5 separate regions of the Mus musculus genome follow, and all the other regions are linked to region 5. Evidence: chromatin contacts called from public HiChIP or PLAC-seq data. All regions are on one chromosome and are shown on one strand. The core of a region is the stretch at or near the end of the contact, and the rest is flanking DNA. Distances in the headings are between cores, read along the strand shown. Region 1 overlaps Patj (PATJ, crumbs cell polarity complex component). Region 2 has its middle 32 kb from the start of Atg4c. Region 3 holds the start of Tm2d1 (TM2 domain containing 1). Region 4 overlaps Atg4c (autophagy related 4C, cysteine peptidase). Region 5 holds the start of L1td1 (LINE-1 type transposase domain containing 1).

The links. HiChIP or PLAC-seq counts read pairs in DNA pulled down with a chosen protein or histone mark.
Region 1: an H3K27ac HiChIP or PLAC-seq map of extraembryonic endoderm stem cells shows a contact between it and region 5. The contact joins the enhancer-like site here to the promoter of L1td1 in region 5. A contact is called at or near these places in 3 of 39 promoter capture datasets (embryonic stem cells, liver and stem cell-derived epiblast-like cells) and 6 of 115 datasets of contacts at active chromatin or transcription factors (craniofacial prominence, embryonic stem cells, epiblast stem cells and 2 more).
Region 2: a contact with region 5 is called in an H3K4me3 HiChIP or PLAC-seq map of stem cell-derived neural progenitor cells, with 14 read pairs. The contact joins the enhancer-like site here to the promoter of L1td1 in region 5. A contact is called at or near these places in 14 of 39 promoter capture datasets (the C10 cell line, the HPC-7 cell line, HPC-7-derived erythroid cells and 9 more), 1 of 15 datasets of contacts at CTCF or cohesin (the NIH/3T3 cell line), 14 of 484 Hi-C or Micro-C datasets (CD4 T cells, the HL-1 cell line, Th1 cells and 10 more), 11 of 115 datasets of contacts at active chromatin or transcription factors (embryonic basal ganglia, embryonic stem cells, epiblast stem cells and 4 more) and 1 of 9 other capture datasets (adipose tissue).
Region 3: a CTCF HiChIP or PLAC-seq map of the NIH/3T3 cell line shows a contact between it and region 5, with 8 read pairs. The contact joins the promoter of Tm2d1 here to the promoter of L1td1 in region 5. A contact is called at or near these places in 6 of 39 promoter capture datasets (the 3T3-L1 cell line, 3T3-L1-derived adipocytes, embryonic stem cells and 1 more), 1 of 15 datasets of contacts at CTCF or cohesin (the NIH/3T3 cell line), 7 of 115 datasets of contacts at active chromatin or transcription factors (craniofacial prominence, embryonic stem cells, epiblast stem cells and 2 more) and 2 of 9 other capture datasets (embryonic stem cells and pancreatic islet).
Region 4: a contact with region 5 is called in an H3K27ac HiChIP or PLAC-seq map of epiblast stem cells, with 6 times the contacts expected there. The contact joins the enhancer-like site here to the promoter of L1td1 in region 5. A contact is called at or near these places in 23 of 39 promoter capture datasets (the 3T3-L1 cell line, 3T3-L1-derived adipocytes, the C10 cell line and 14 more), 10 of 484 Hi-C or Micro-C datasets (adipose-derived mesenchymal stem cells, embryonic stem cells, extraembryonic endoderm stem cells and 4 more) and 23 of 115 datasets of contacts at active chromatin or transcription factors (the NIH/3T3 cell line, astrocytes, bone marrow-derived macrophages and 12 more).

Annotation. Positions count from the first base shown.
Region 1 is chr4:98,400,318-98,403,017 of GRCm38.p6, reverse strand. All of the region lies in intron 1 of Patj (PATJ, crumbs cell polarity complex component), which reads right to left. Among named protein-coding and RNA genes, the nearest start is that of Patj, 5.8 kb to the right of the region's middle. Within about 2 kb of position 1,252, at least 81 of the 459 cell types and tissues checked have an H3K27ac peak or open chromatin away from gene starts, as enhancers often do. A contact at or near this core is called in epiblast stem cells and extraembryonic endoderm stem cells, where this site is marked.
Region 2 is chr4:99,160,474-99,163,173 of GRCm38.p6, reverse strand. No RefSeq gene overlaps it. Among named protein-coding and RNA genes, the nearest start is that of Atg4c, 32 kb to the left of the region's middle. Within about 2 kb of position 1,368, at least 70 of the 459 cell types and tissues checked have an H3K27ac peak or open chromatin away from gene starts, as enhancers often do. A contact at or near this core is called in the HL-1 cell line, the NIH/3T3 cell line, adipose tissue and 2 more, where this site is marked.
Region 3 is chr4:98,381,998-98,384,711 of GRCm38.p6, reverse strand. Tm2d1 (TM2 domain containing 1) reads left to right here and starts at 1,447. Exons shown (of 7, transcript NM_053157.2): 1 at 1,447-1,642. The coding sequence starts at 1,476.
Region 4 is chr4:99,198,648-99,201,467 of GRCm38.p6, reverse strand. The region is part of intron 1 of Atg4c (autophagy related 4C, cysteine peptidase); the gene reads right to left. Among named protein-coding and RNA genes, the nearest start is that of Atg4c, 6.1 kb to the right of the region's middle. Within about 2 kb of position 1,362, at least 144 of the 459 cell types and tissues checked have an H3K27ac peak or open chromatin away from gene starts, as enhancers often do. A contact at or near this core is called in the HPC-7 cell line, adipose-derived mesenchymal stem cells, bone marrow-derived macrophages and 7 more, where this site is marked.
Region 5 is chr4:98,725,463-98,728,265 of GRCm38.p6, reverse strand. It overlaps L1td1 (LINE-1 type transposase domain containing 1), which reads right to left and starts at 1,512. Exons shown (of 5, transcript NM_001081202.1): 1 at 1,426-1,512; 2 at 796-871.

The DNA of each region.
Region 1 (2,700 bases), core at 3-2,502, 320 kb after region 5:
ACCTAATTCAACAGGGCAGGCTATATGATCCTGACTACAATGAACTAGAGGATAAATCTTCTCTAAATCTGAGAGATTTGTGGTTCTACATGACATCTCTAATGGCCAGCAAATATTCTTTGCATTTCATTATTCTCTCCTGCTCAAGGGAACATATTCCTGGCATCAAAACCATTTGCTTACCAACAAACCACTTGCTATTCAAAATAAGCGTGTTCTGAGACTGAATTTTACTTCGATGGACAATAAGAATTTCAGTAAGAGGCTGTAAAAATGCACTCAGGAGTGGTTTCCTATATCGACACTTCAAGCATGTTGGCAGTGTTCCGTCAAGTGAGGGGAAGTGACATTTACCTGCTGGCTAGGGCTCCTCCAGCAGACAGCTATCTGCATCTCACTCCTGAAACAGGTACAGTTGGAATTGAGTGACATCTTGAATCCATGTAAGAACTGAGCATGCTGGGAAATCTACCCTTTGTATAAAACAGGAAAACTGTACAACATGCACAAGTGTTGTGAAACGCAGCACTTAAGGGATATTTGGGTTATTTTCATACTTCTGTAAGACAGAAACGTGTGCACTGGGGAATTTTCTAGAAAAAAAAATTTAGGAAGCAATAGTTATTGCTTCCAGAAAATAGAAAAGAGGAATATAAAAGTTAGCCTTTGAGGACTGAGGTTAGAACTCAGTGGTAGAGCGTGTATGCATGAGAGCCTGGATTCAATCCCCAACACCAGAGAAAAATAATAACAAAAATTAGTCTCTTTTACTTTATAGATTTTGGGGTTGTTTGAATTTTTATTAAAAAAAAATACGGACTTAAGATTTTAGTTCAGTGGTAGAATAGCATGTGAGACTCTCAAGTTTTATTCTCTCCACTACAATAAAAATACACAAAAACAAGTACTAATTTTATAATTATAGAACAGTGGTAAAAGTGTCAGATGTGGTACCACATACCTGTAATCCCAGCACTCGGGAGGCCAAGACAGGAGGATTCAAGTTTGAGGACAGCCTGGGCTACACAGTAAGACCCTATCTCAGGGGGACAAAAAAAAAAATCCAAGAAAAATTAAGGCCAAAAACGGCCAACACTTTTCAGACTTCTGTTGGCTCATGAGACTTCAATTTCCTACTAACAAACATCTGCTCATCTATCTGGGATTTTGGGAAGTAAGGTCACTGGCTATCTTGCTGGGAAAGCACAGGCACTCACTGAAGTGCGCATTTCAACTGGACCTTTACACCTGGGTGATTCACAACTCCAGAGCTCACTGAACCAGGAAGCTTGAAAAATATCCATGAGCTTAATATAATATTACATATAAAGTCTTAATGAAGTTCTTAAAAAAAAAAGTCCACTCCCTTCAGAGCCAGGGGTCAGGATTTATCCTGGTCCCTTTGTCCTCAAAGCTCAACATTTACTAGGTACTCGTTAAATAATAAACAGAATCCAAACCAAAGAGTGGTGGAGGCTGCCACCAGAACTCTGTATAGGCTGTCACGCAAAACAAACAAGTGTTACAGTGGCATTAAGGGCCCATTAAGGGAAAGCTATTTGCTCTGCTCAGGGGAATGGCATCTCTGGCCTGGGTGGAGACTTAACATTCCAGTTGGGAGATCAATCATCTCGTTTAGGGAGCAGACTCAGGAAGGCTTGATCCTCCTTAATCCATCCTGAAGAGATAGGAGGAATAACTATCCCGAATGCCATGAAGCTCTGTTAGGTCTGCCCTCCTAAGCACCACTCAGAGGCACAGTTTTTTCCTGTCCCTCCCTTCTTTTTTCTTTGTATGCTGGCCAAAGCCTAAAAATGCCTTTTCTGTATTTTAGGGTTCTTACTCTTTCTCTGGAGGCCCCCCCTCCCCTTTTTGTCACAAGACTGTGTGGCTGGACTCCATGACTCAGTCTAACAGTAGGAATTCTTCTCTTCTCCATCTGACTCCTCTGGGCAGCCGCCTGGGTCTACAGCTGGCTCTCCTTGCGATTTTTTCTTTTACACTCTAATAAAACTGTCCTCAAGCTTCCTTCAGAGCCCATCCTCAAATTCTTTCAATAACAATACTATGAACTCCAAGAGGGAAGTACACCAATTCCCTTGGTGACATGTAGCAACTCTGCCGGGACACCCCAAAATTCCCAGGAACACAAGTTAGGTTTCCTACAAAGGCCTGGTGAAAGCTTTCCTAAACCAACTGAACATAAAAAAATTAAATGTCCCCACTGTCAAAACACCCCACTCCTAGAATGTAAGAAAAGCAATTGTAGAATGCTAAAGCTGCATATGGAGAAAATATTGAAATCCAAGTTGAAAGATACCATGAGAAAAATCATGTTAGTTCCTCAGAGTGCTTCAGTTGGCAAGATTCATATCTTATCACGGAAACACTCTCAAGAGTCAATTCCTAACAGTACTCTCTCTGTAATTTGTTTCATTTTGCAGAAGTTAAACTGCTCTGTGTGTCATTCTGTTGGTGATAGTCCCCCTCCACCACAAGCAACAAGCCACAAATCTGAACAATTTTCACACACATTAAGTCTCTGATATGTTTTTAAGGATTTATTTATTTATTATATGTAAGTACACTGTAGCTGTCTTCAGACACTCCAGAAGAGGGCGTCAGATCTTGTTACAGATGGTTGTGAGCCACCATGTGGTTGCTGGGATTTGAACTCCGGACCTTCGGAAGAGCAGTCGG
Region 2 (2,700 bases), core at 119-2,618, 440 kb before region 5:
TACGAGGAGAAAGTCCAATATCCTACACCCGAAAACAGAGCCCGATTCTGGAGCTTTTCTGTCTCCTAGAAGTACGAGCATTTTCTGACGCCACTGTTGGCTAAGAGAACTGATTGCTTGCTTTATTGCTTCAAGACTTTAATGTAAGATAAATGACAATAAATAAGAGTCGGGAGACGCAGTTAAGAAAGAGTCAGATAGGGTGTGGCTCTTAGCGAGCGTGAGCTGTTCTCAGTATAATCCTAAACTGAAATCTCGCATCTTAGTTTATGTGAAGAACTTTGTGATGGATTTTATCCTTATACTGCAAATGAGGGTGCCCATTCAGAGGTTTGTGAAGTTGCTTACAGTATAGAACTGCTCAGTAGCAAGACTGAATTTGATAGCATTCTGCTGGAGATAAATCCTAGGTCTTTTTTTTATTTGGATAATGTTTCTGGAAACATCAGCTATCCATATGCCATTCAGTTTGCTGAACTCCTGGGCTGCTGCTCTCAGAGGCTGGAGGTCTGCCTGACAATCGTTATTTCCTCCCTGTTTTCCTTGGACTTTTAAACTTTATTTAACCTAATCTTAAGCAATAACATGCATGAAATTATGGGTTAACACATGAGTTTGTTTAAATGGATGCATAAAGATAAATATTAAAAATGTATCTGCTTATTGTCTAAAAGTGAATGAAAAAAAAGAAATAAAAAGGAAAGGAACAAGACTGATCGGTGTATGGTGGAGGAGAATGTTTATTATAGATATTACTATAGATATTACAGATAAACATAGCCAGAGGCAGGGGCATCTGGGAGACTCCAGAGTGGACAGGACCCTGAGCCACGTGAAGAGAGGAGAGAGGGGAAGGGAGAGGGGAGAGTTCAGGGAACCAAGTGAGGTAGCCAGGAAGCCCAAAAGAGAGTAGACTGAAAAGACCAGGTAATCAAAATGGCTGGATTATATATCGAAGGGCAGCTGACAGGAAGGACAGCCCAGTCCCTGTCCTGGAGAAGTTTAGGGTGGGAGGCATCCAGGAGGGCCCTGCAACAGGTAGGGACTGAGGGATGCTGGGAGAACCAAGTAGCCAGGTCCACTTTGATATGTTAATAACCATTTGCAGGTCCACTGTGATATGTTAAATGCGCACCTTATCCATTTGTCCTACGGTTTGACACTGTAAAGAAATTAGCTTACGCATTCTCTGGGTCTGTACTTCCTGAGACAAACACTGCTTCTGCAGTGCAGCTGAAGGTCTCGTTCCAAGGTGAGGCCAAGTGTGATGGTCATATTTATGGGCTAGCCTCCAGTTTAGAGGAGAGAAATCAAGCTATTTTTTTTCTGAGACAGAGGGAGGGAGACTGACTCACATTTCCTGAGCAAATTGCCAGTGCACCAAACAAGGAGCTTTATAAAAATGTTTCTCCCGTGGTCACTCAAGCCCTCCAAACAACCCAACTGGAATTAAACTTGGCAACGATTACTGAATATCGTCAGTGTCGGGCAGCTTACGGTTTCTGCAGCAAGAGCAGAATCAAAACTTGCCAGAAAGCACCTAAGCTGCTAGCTGCTCCCACAAGACTCCCAGATCCAAGAAAGCTTCCTGGCTTTTGTGCAGGCCCAGCTGGAGTTGAATTGTTTTTATTCTTTCCTGTAAGTAGGTTGTGGGAGGAAGTCTTTGGGCTGTTCTCTACTATTGAGTGGGAAGAATAATACAGGACTATTAGAGAAAAGGGAAAGTGGGAGAGGGAGGGGGAGGGTGTAACCATTGTAAAAATAAATCCATATCTTTTCGAGTAAAAAAAAAAAAAGAAAAGAAACCAATGTGTATTTGGTTTAGGAGTTTAGATATGGTCCAATGCATCTAAAGGGGGGTGGGGTGGGGGAGAAAGAAAGATAGAGCCTCAGAAACCAGAAAGACAATACACAAAAATTTTGACATTATGTTGACAATTGTAGCCCAAAGTGGTAGAACATTTTCCCAACACATTCAAAGTCTCCAATACTGCGAAGAGAATTTGGTATGTCTGTGTTTGGTTGCAGTTTACCATCTCTCTTCCATAGTGTCTCCACATCCGATGCTCTCCTCTCCTCATTCTCGGGTAGTAACTAGTACAAGTCTAGGCGACATTGGCAGGCGGGTCTCACCAACATCTGGATTTTATTTTATTTTTATTTTTTTTTCATATAAATTTTAAGTTTTATTTTTGGAAGTTACACATAGTTTAAAAGAACAATAGCTTTTTTTGTTTTCCAATGGATGTTATTACTCCTTAGAACATTAGATGAAGGCTTCACTTATGATTGAATGGATTTTAAATTAGTATTAAATAAGCAAATCTTACTACTCTTATCCCTCTTATTTCCTAAGACAGAAATTCCCTGAAGGATCTTGAGCTAGAAGTCTTGTTTTTCATGAAGAGACAGCATTATTGTGGCATCTTTCACAATAACCAAAAAATTGGGACTGCCCTTGTTTTTGTCTCCCTTTGGCTGGTCCCCCCTCCCCCCCCCCCGCCCCTCCGTGGCTGGTAACCTAGGCAACAGATTAACTGACTTGTGCTTGCTGAGGAGTCATCACAAAAGAATGGAAGTTCATTTTGCCTCACTTGCTTGGGATAACTAAGACTGCGCTCTATTTAGCAGGTTGAAGTTACTATGAAACCTGAAAATTATGCAGAGAGTCCAAATCTACAAGTGTCCAGTTAAAGCAAG
Region 3 (2,714 bases), core at 198-2,697, 340 kb after region 5:
CTTTAATACATCATCAATTCAAGAGTCAATTTTCTGTCCATGGGATGCAGGGGACTATGTCCAGGGACTTGTGCTTGCTAGGCAACTCTACCACTATCCCAGCTCAGGAGTCAAAAGTTTTATAGTTTCATTGCTGTCTTACAGAATCCTTTTAATTCTTTTAAATTTACATATTGTGGAAGAGAATAAAGATAATCACTAAAGCCATAAAATAGATCCAGTAATGGGATTAATCAGCAAAGCATCAGCAGTTCTAAGTAATTGTTTTAAATCTGTATTAAAATTGATACACAGATCAGCAGTATTCTTGCACTCAGCAGGAAACCATCTAATTCTATCATAATTTCAATAATCCTGAGGCACAGAATTGCTTCCTTTAGTCCTTTGGGTTTATGTTGTATTTTAAAAAATCACTAGAACATTCTGAGTCCAAGTAGTAGTTAAGTGGAAAGGTTCTTTTATCATTGTGTAAGATGTATAACTGATATTCTGTCTTTTTCAATATTTATTTTTATTTTATGCATGTGAGTGTTTTGTCTGCTATTTCCACCTTGTGGGTCCCAGGGATTGAATTCATTTGTCAGGCAGAGCAACAAAGGATTTTACCCATGGAGCCAAATATGTGCATAGAGCTTGAGAAGGCTAGAAGGGGACCTTCAATCTGGAACTGGAATTACAGGGCTTTAGCCAATACATGGGTGCTAGGAACCTAACCTGGTTCTCTGTAAGACCAGCAAGTGTTCTCAACTCCTAAGCCATCTCTTCAGCCCAATATTCTGTCCTCGAACACTTGTCCACTATATAATGTCTACAGCAATCTAGAATTGCACTTGGGTCACTTCTAGATAGTCTAAATCTAAATTCTTCCAACCCTAGGGAAACCCTCATCCTTTAGAGCCTCCAGGATCAACACTGGTGCCCACCAGGAGCTGGGGCTCATCAGAAGGAGCAGTTTCTGTCTCCTTGTGAGGGTTCTCAGGGAAGCTACTAGAGAAGACTCCCAAACGTGTATTTTTTTATATAATTATTCAGTTTTTTAAAAAGTGTGTGTGTATGTGAAAATCCGTTTTTTTTTTTCCATCATGTGGGTTCCAGGGATTGAATTTAAATAATTTTCAGGCTCCGGAACAAGTGCCTTTACACTCTGAGCAGTCTCCCTGGGACATGGGCATGTTTTTATTATTATTATTATTATTATTATTATTATTATTAAAGTTTCCATGCTTGCTTTGGCAGTACATATACTAAAATTGGAACGATACAGAGATTAAGATGGTCCCTGCTCAAAGATAACAAGCGAACATATTTAAACAACAACAACAACAACCCTCGAAAACCTCGCTGATGTAGCTGTGCCAAGTTATCCTAGGGAGTAGCCTTTAGAAGCCCTAAGCTGCGCCACGGTTGCCAGGCCCCTTTAAGGCCCTTCCTTCTCTAGGAGGCGGAACCGGAAGCGCGAGGACGCGGTGCCCAACATGGCGGCCGCCTGGCCCGCGGGTCGGGCTTCCCCAGCGGCGGGGCCTCCGGGCCTTCTCCGCACCCTGTGGCTCGTGACGGTCGCCGCGGGACACTGTGGGGCTGCTGCCTCTGGCGCTGTCGGGGGCGAGGAGACACCCAAGTGTGAGGACCTCAGGGTGGGACAATATCCTCCGGAAAGCCGCCGTTCTCAGGCGGTCAGCTGGACCCCGGGCTGTGGGATGGGGACCGTGGCCTCCGCTGTGGCTCTAGTGACCATTGGACCCCGGGAGGTGAGGAGGGCTGTGGGGACGAAGGGCGAGCACCGTGGGCTTTCCCTGGACCGATCAGTGGTTGGCACTTCCTTCTCCGATTGACCATGGATTTTACCGGCTTGCCCACTTACTCACACACACACACACACACACACACATCTAGGTTGTGTCCCAGACACAAAAGATGCGAAAATTGTTCGACGCGTTCCTGAAAGTTTGCAGGTGTTGAGGGAGACAAGTAATTACTAGTGAACCAATGCATGTGTCTCACTTGTCATTAACGTAACATATATCACCTACAGCCATCCTCAGATGGCTTCACTTTGTGATTTTAGACAACTTATTATTATGTTTTAAAATTAGAGATCCTCTTGGATGTTTTAAAATGTAATATTTGTATTAGTTCTTTGTGAGAATTTCACCCAGTGGATTTTGATCATATTCAACCTCAAACTCCTTCTACATTGTCTTCCCTCCCACTCCCCCTTAACCTCGACCCCTACCACACACACTTAAAAAAAAAAAAGAAAACTAACACAGGGAGTCAGATATGTGCTGTTCATATCTACAGTGGTATGGGGCTATTCGCTGAAGCATGGTTGCCTTACCTGGGACTTAAACCTATGACTCTCTAACTTAGCAGCCATCAACTGGCCATAGTTAGGGGTGGGGGCTTTTGAATGAGCAAATAATTTAAGTCTAAAACATACTTATACCAGTGACTACCAACTTAAGGGAGCATTTATGCTAATTTAATTACCACAACAGTTTCGTTGGGTGTTTATTTACAGATGAGAAATCTGATTTAGGAATGGGTGAACTGTCTTATTACATTAGCGCACCGCAGAGCAACAAGGTGAAATTCGTGTTATACTCAAAAAACTATGTTTGAACAAAACTTTGGGTACTGACACAGTGCCTCAGACATTTGTGTACAGATCCTCAAACCTGCAGAAGCAAGAAAGAGTCTTAAGAAAAATCTTA
Region 4 (2,820 bases), core at 113-2,612, 470 kb before region 5:
AAACATTCATTTTAAAAAATTTAAAAAAATAAAATAAAATAAACCAGAATCATGGTAACAGATGATAAGGCACAGCAGAAAATTGTTTCAAGAATTCTTAAATCATGGAGGGAAGTCAAGGCAGCAGCTAAAGGGAACTAAACCAGGAGGTGGGAACTAAACCAGGAGGTGGGAACTAAACCAGGAGGTGGGAACTAAACCAGGAGGTGGGAACTAAACCAGGAGGTGGGAACTAAACCAGGAGGTGGGAACTAAACCAGGAGGTGGGAACTAAACCAGGAGGTGGGAACTAAACCAGGAGGTGGGAACTAAACCAGGAGGTGGGAACTAAACCAGGAGGTGGGAACTAAACCAGGAGGTGGGAACTAAACCAGGAGGTGGGAACTAAACCAGGAGGTGGGAACTAAACCAGGAGGTGGGAACTAAACCAGGAGGTGGGAACTAAACCAGGAGGTGGGAACTAAAGCAGAAACCATGACGAAACATCGACTGCTGGCTTGCTTCTCTACACCACACACAAATACCTGCCCTACAGTAGCACTGCCCAGTGGGACGGGCCCTCCCACATCAATTATCAATCAAGGAAACCACCTGCCCATGCCCATAGGTCAGTCTATTGAAGGCAACTCCTCAACTCCTCAACTGAGGTTCCCTCTTCCCAGGCAACAATAAAGCTAACCAGGACACCCAGAACCTAATTGTTATGAGGTGATAAGACTTATCAATTCTGTGAGGTACTCTCAGCAAAAATAATTGGTTTGTACTCACAAAAAATATCAATTGACTTTAAAAATGAGAACAGAAGAGAAGGAGGGAGCAAGCAGGAGAGGGGGAGAAGATGTTCTCTGTAAAAAAAGAAAAGAGAGACGGCTGGGAGAAGCAACTGCCCACACGCACAGGCCAGATGCCCTAGGTCTGCGTTCCAGCACTGCAAAAGGATAAAGAGAAGAGAAAACAGAAAGGTGACAACTCAATATATCCTATGAAGTATAACTAGATTTATTGTTTTTTTAAAGCTATGGTGATATTGTTGTCTTGTTTGGGAAAATCGGGGTTTTGAATATTGAAAATCCAATAGATAGCATTAAGGTTGCGGTGCTATGGCATACTAACGGTGGCTTGGTTGTAAGAAAATGATATAATTATTAAATCTGCATGAGGAAGTGCTTAGGAGGGATGGGTCATAAGGGTGTTGTCTTACTTCCACATAGCCCAGGAAGAAAGAAGCGCCTGTGTACGTGTAAATACTGAAAGCACGCCCACGGGAACCAGCTCCCACGAGGGGCAGTGTTAGCAGCCTAAGCCTGGGCTTCCAGGGAAAGGTAGAGATTAGGCTGACTCGAGAGCCGCTTAACTACTTCCTCCTCCACCCATGAGGGCTCACAGGGTGAGTAATCACAAACCGATCAGACACTTGCCTGAGAACCCAAGGCTAAGTCATCTCAGGACCGTAATGAATAGAAAAGGCTTAAAAATTAGATACTGTTTTCTCCAAAGCCAAATACAACTACCAAGCAATACAACTAAAGCTCAGTCACCAAAGTCACGTGATCTCAGACTACACATCCGGATCGCAAACACCAAAACTGCACCAGGGACGCTGGGGAGCCTGGGCACACACTGTCTCTCCTGACCCTTATGACAAGGGTAAGGCCAGCTCTACTATTCTCAGTGTCTAAGCTGTTCTGCCCAGCTCTGTATGGCTGTACTCTAGTACGTAACAAGAGACGCTGAATTCAATCTACTGACTCCAAAGCCCAAATACTTTGTCATATACTCTACACTATTCCCACCACTGTGAAATATAGAATCTAAACTGGCTGGACTGACTCAGTGCCTACCAAAAAGCACACAATTGAGAGATTCTGAAGGAAACAGGCATGTCTGTATTGCTCTATGTACATGTGCATTCATATATGAACCAAGTAAGTGAAGTTAAAATTTAGCCAGATGCCCTATTGACTGTCAAATCTCAAACCAAAAAAAATATATTTTTTTTAAAAGTTATTTAATAAGGCACCACTCAGTGTCTTACATAGGGTTTTACTGCTGTGAAGAGACACCATGACCACAGCAACTTTTATAAACAAAAATATTTCTTGCGGGGGTGGGTGCTGGAGAGATGGCTCAGCAGTTAAGAGCACTGACTGCTCTTCCAGAGGTCCTGAGTTCAAATCCCAGCAACCACATGGTGGTTCACAACCATCTGTAATGAGATCTGATGCCCTCTTCTGGTGTGACTGAAGACAGCTACAGTGTACTTATATATGATAAATAAATCTTTAAAAAAAAATATTTCCTTGGGGCTGACTTATGTTTTTAGAGGTTTGGTCCATTATTGTCATGTTGGGAAGCATGGGGACACACAGACAGACATGGTGCTGGAGAGGTAGGTGAGTTCTACATATGGACTCAAAGGCAGAGAGAGAGAGAGAGAGAGAGAGAGAGAGAGAGAGAGAGAGAGAGAGAGAGAGACACCAGGCCAGGCCAAGCTTAAGCATCTGAAACCTCTAACAACACATTTCCTCTTACAAGGCCACACCTACTTTAACAAAGCCAGGAGTCCTAAGCCTTTCAAATGAGCCACTCCCTAGGAGCCTTGGGGGTGGGGGTAGGGGTTACATTCAAACTCACACTATTGTAAATAGTTTTAATATGTCACATGCAAACTCAAAACAGATACCAAAGTCTTTCCAGAAGCTTTCACCTATAGCCCTACCCTTCTGCATTCAAAGATAAGAGATACCAAAAGAATCTGAGTGATTTTCCATTATTCAAATACACTAAACTCAGGAGGCAGAGGCAGGCGGATCTCTAAGG
Region 5 (2,803 bases), core at 263-2,762:
TGCAGTGAGATAATAAACATTTGAAAAGAGGACAGACAATTGACAAGAGGAGCTAGGCAAAGGCCAAGGAAATGCAAATCCAAGAAGGCACTCCTCCTTCTCCCAGAGTCAGGAAGTCACGTCCTTCCCCCCACCCCCACCCCCCAGGCGTGAGTTGGTGGCGCACTGCTAAAATATCCGCTGTTTCCAAAGGTAGAGACGACGAGGAAGCACCCCGCCACTAAACTATTTAAAATGCAAATCAAGCTGCGGTGGAATGTGGTCTCAGCAGTTGGCTCAGTTATGCACCTTACCAGAAAGCTTAGGGATAAGCATCAGACTATATAGGATATTGGATGGGAAGAGAAAAAAAAGCTCACATACTTGTTCAACGTTTTGAGACAGGGTTTCACTAAAACAGTTCAAGAGAGCATTCAATGGTGCCTTTTTGCCTCAGACCTCAAAGGACCTATGTTTGTGCTTATTTTTTTATTTACCTGTCTACTTGAGTCGGGGTCTCTATATGGCCCTTGCTGTCCTGGACTTCAGTATGTAGTACAGGCTGGCATCGAACTCAAGTGATGCACCTACCTCGGTCTCCTAGCACTAGGTTCAAGGCCCGACTCATTTTATGCTTCAAACTCGGGGATTTAAACGATTCTAGGGGGGGGGGGGTCAACGCTCTCAAACATCCCGACACTAGGTTAAGAACCCTCCCTAAATTACACGCAACACCCACTCTCACTTCAATCCAAGACACTTGTCACATTCCAGAGGGACCTTCTCCGTGCCCTGCGAGCACACTCTGCAGCTTACCCAAATCTGCGCCTTCCCCAGGAAGGAACCAGCTCTCCTCAGGTCGGGATTGGTCTGTCCACGCGTTTCACAGCGCCTGGAATTAAGTGCGTAGCCCAGAAGTCAAGTTATGACTTACGTAGAAACCCACACGCCTATGACCAGTAAACGTTCTCAAATGTGCTTAAATAGTATCTGCAAGTTATCAACAAGGACACTGGGGTGGGCGTAAGGAGAAGGCGGCAAAAAGGGATCGAACACCCCGGATCCAAATTCAAGGTGGCAAAGAGAGGGCCCGAGGACGGTGGCTTCTGCCCTGTGTGTCAGGATTCAACAGACACCTTTAATGCCCGGTTTTCTAGCAAACTTTGTTAAGAAACTGATGGAAACTCCTTCCCAGTCAAAGACAGAGGAAAGCGTTTGAGGGTGGAGGCTGGGAAGGGGCTGAAAGCCGGGGTCCCCCAGGCTCTTAGCAGCCGCTCTAGCTCACCTCCGCCTTCGCGCAGCTGCCGCCCCGCTGTCTCATTGTCCCCCACTGTCACGGCACTCTCCGGGTGCAGGAGCAATTCTCACTGCCCACCCCAGGGCCGGCCAGGCAGAGCAGGGTGAGAAACACGGGGACATCTGGGGCTTAACCCTGAGCAGCCTTACCTGAGAGCCACGAGGTGCAGCCCTGAGGTCACACACGCTGACAAAAGCAGGGCTGGGCGTCTGACCGCAGGAGAGACTCGCTGGGTCTCATGCAGACTCCTCCCTTCCCTAGGCGAAGTTTGCAGGTTTCTAGGCCCAACCCCCTCGCCACCCGCTTCCTTAGCCCCCTCCCAAAACTCAGTGGGGGCCTGAGCCCGCAAGGCGTGGTGGCCCACGCCCAGAAGCCATACTCGCTAGGAGCCAGTTAGGGCGCAAATCAAAAAATGAAATAAAATAAAAATCGCCCAAACGCTGCTCTCTGGCCTCACGCTAGCCAGCACCCCTGTCCTGACTTCAGGGACAGAACCTCGGTGTCACGCCTTTCTTGAAGCCAGTTGATGATGTAGCCGACCTTCCGACACCTCTCAGAACCTTTCTCACTCTCCAGGGCCTTTGCACTAGCTTTCTCTATGTAACTTCTTTTCCCAGGTCTTGTTTTGAGAAAAATCTTCTCAACTTGTAATTCTACATGTAGCTAACTCCAAACTCCTTATCTTTTGGCCTCCACCTCCCTAGATAGTGGAGTGAGCCGAGTTGGGGGGGGGGGGCGGGCTCGAGGAGGGGCGAGGGGATTGTGCTAGGGACAAACCTTGTGTTTGCAAGGTTTTCCAACTGAATTGCACCACCAATCCGTACTTTCGCACTTCTTTCAAAGCTGACTTTGTTCCATCCCTAGGTCTCAGGTCAAAGATTAACTCCTCCGGGGATGGTGGCAGCACCTATAGACCTCCAGCTACCCTGAAGGCAGGAGTACCCCTTTGTGCATAGCAACTGGGGTTCCTTTGGGCATTGTAGTGAGACTTCTCTTTAAAAACAAAACCAAAGATCTTTAAGTGGCCTCATTTAAAGTTCGTGTAAGTGAACTATCTTTCTTTCTTTCTTTCTTTCTTTCTTTCTTTCTTTCTTTCTTTCTTTCTTTCTTTCTTTCTTTCTTTCTTTCTTTCTTTCAAGTACACCATAGCTGTGTTCAGACACACACCAGAAGAGGGCATCTGATCTCATTACAGATTTTTGTGAGCCACCATGTGGTTGCTGGGATTTGAACTTAGAAACTCTGGAAGAGCAGGCAGTGCTCTTAACCGCTGAGTCATCTCTCCAGCCCATAAGTGAACTTTTAACTGTCCTAAAGAAGACACACTGTCTCCAACCACAAAGCTCTTTGATAGTCCTCTGTCCTCCTTACCCCCACCTAGTGGAGATAATGCCTTGCTACTCAGCCCAAGCTCTCCTTACACTTCCTGTGTAGCTGAGATTGACCTCAGACTCCAGGCCGTTTTAGCCAACCACGAGCTGGGATTGAGGCTGCACCCTAGGCTTTGTTTCATTCACCCGGTTCCTA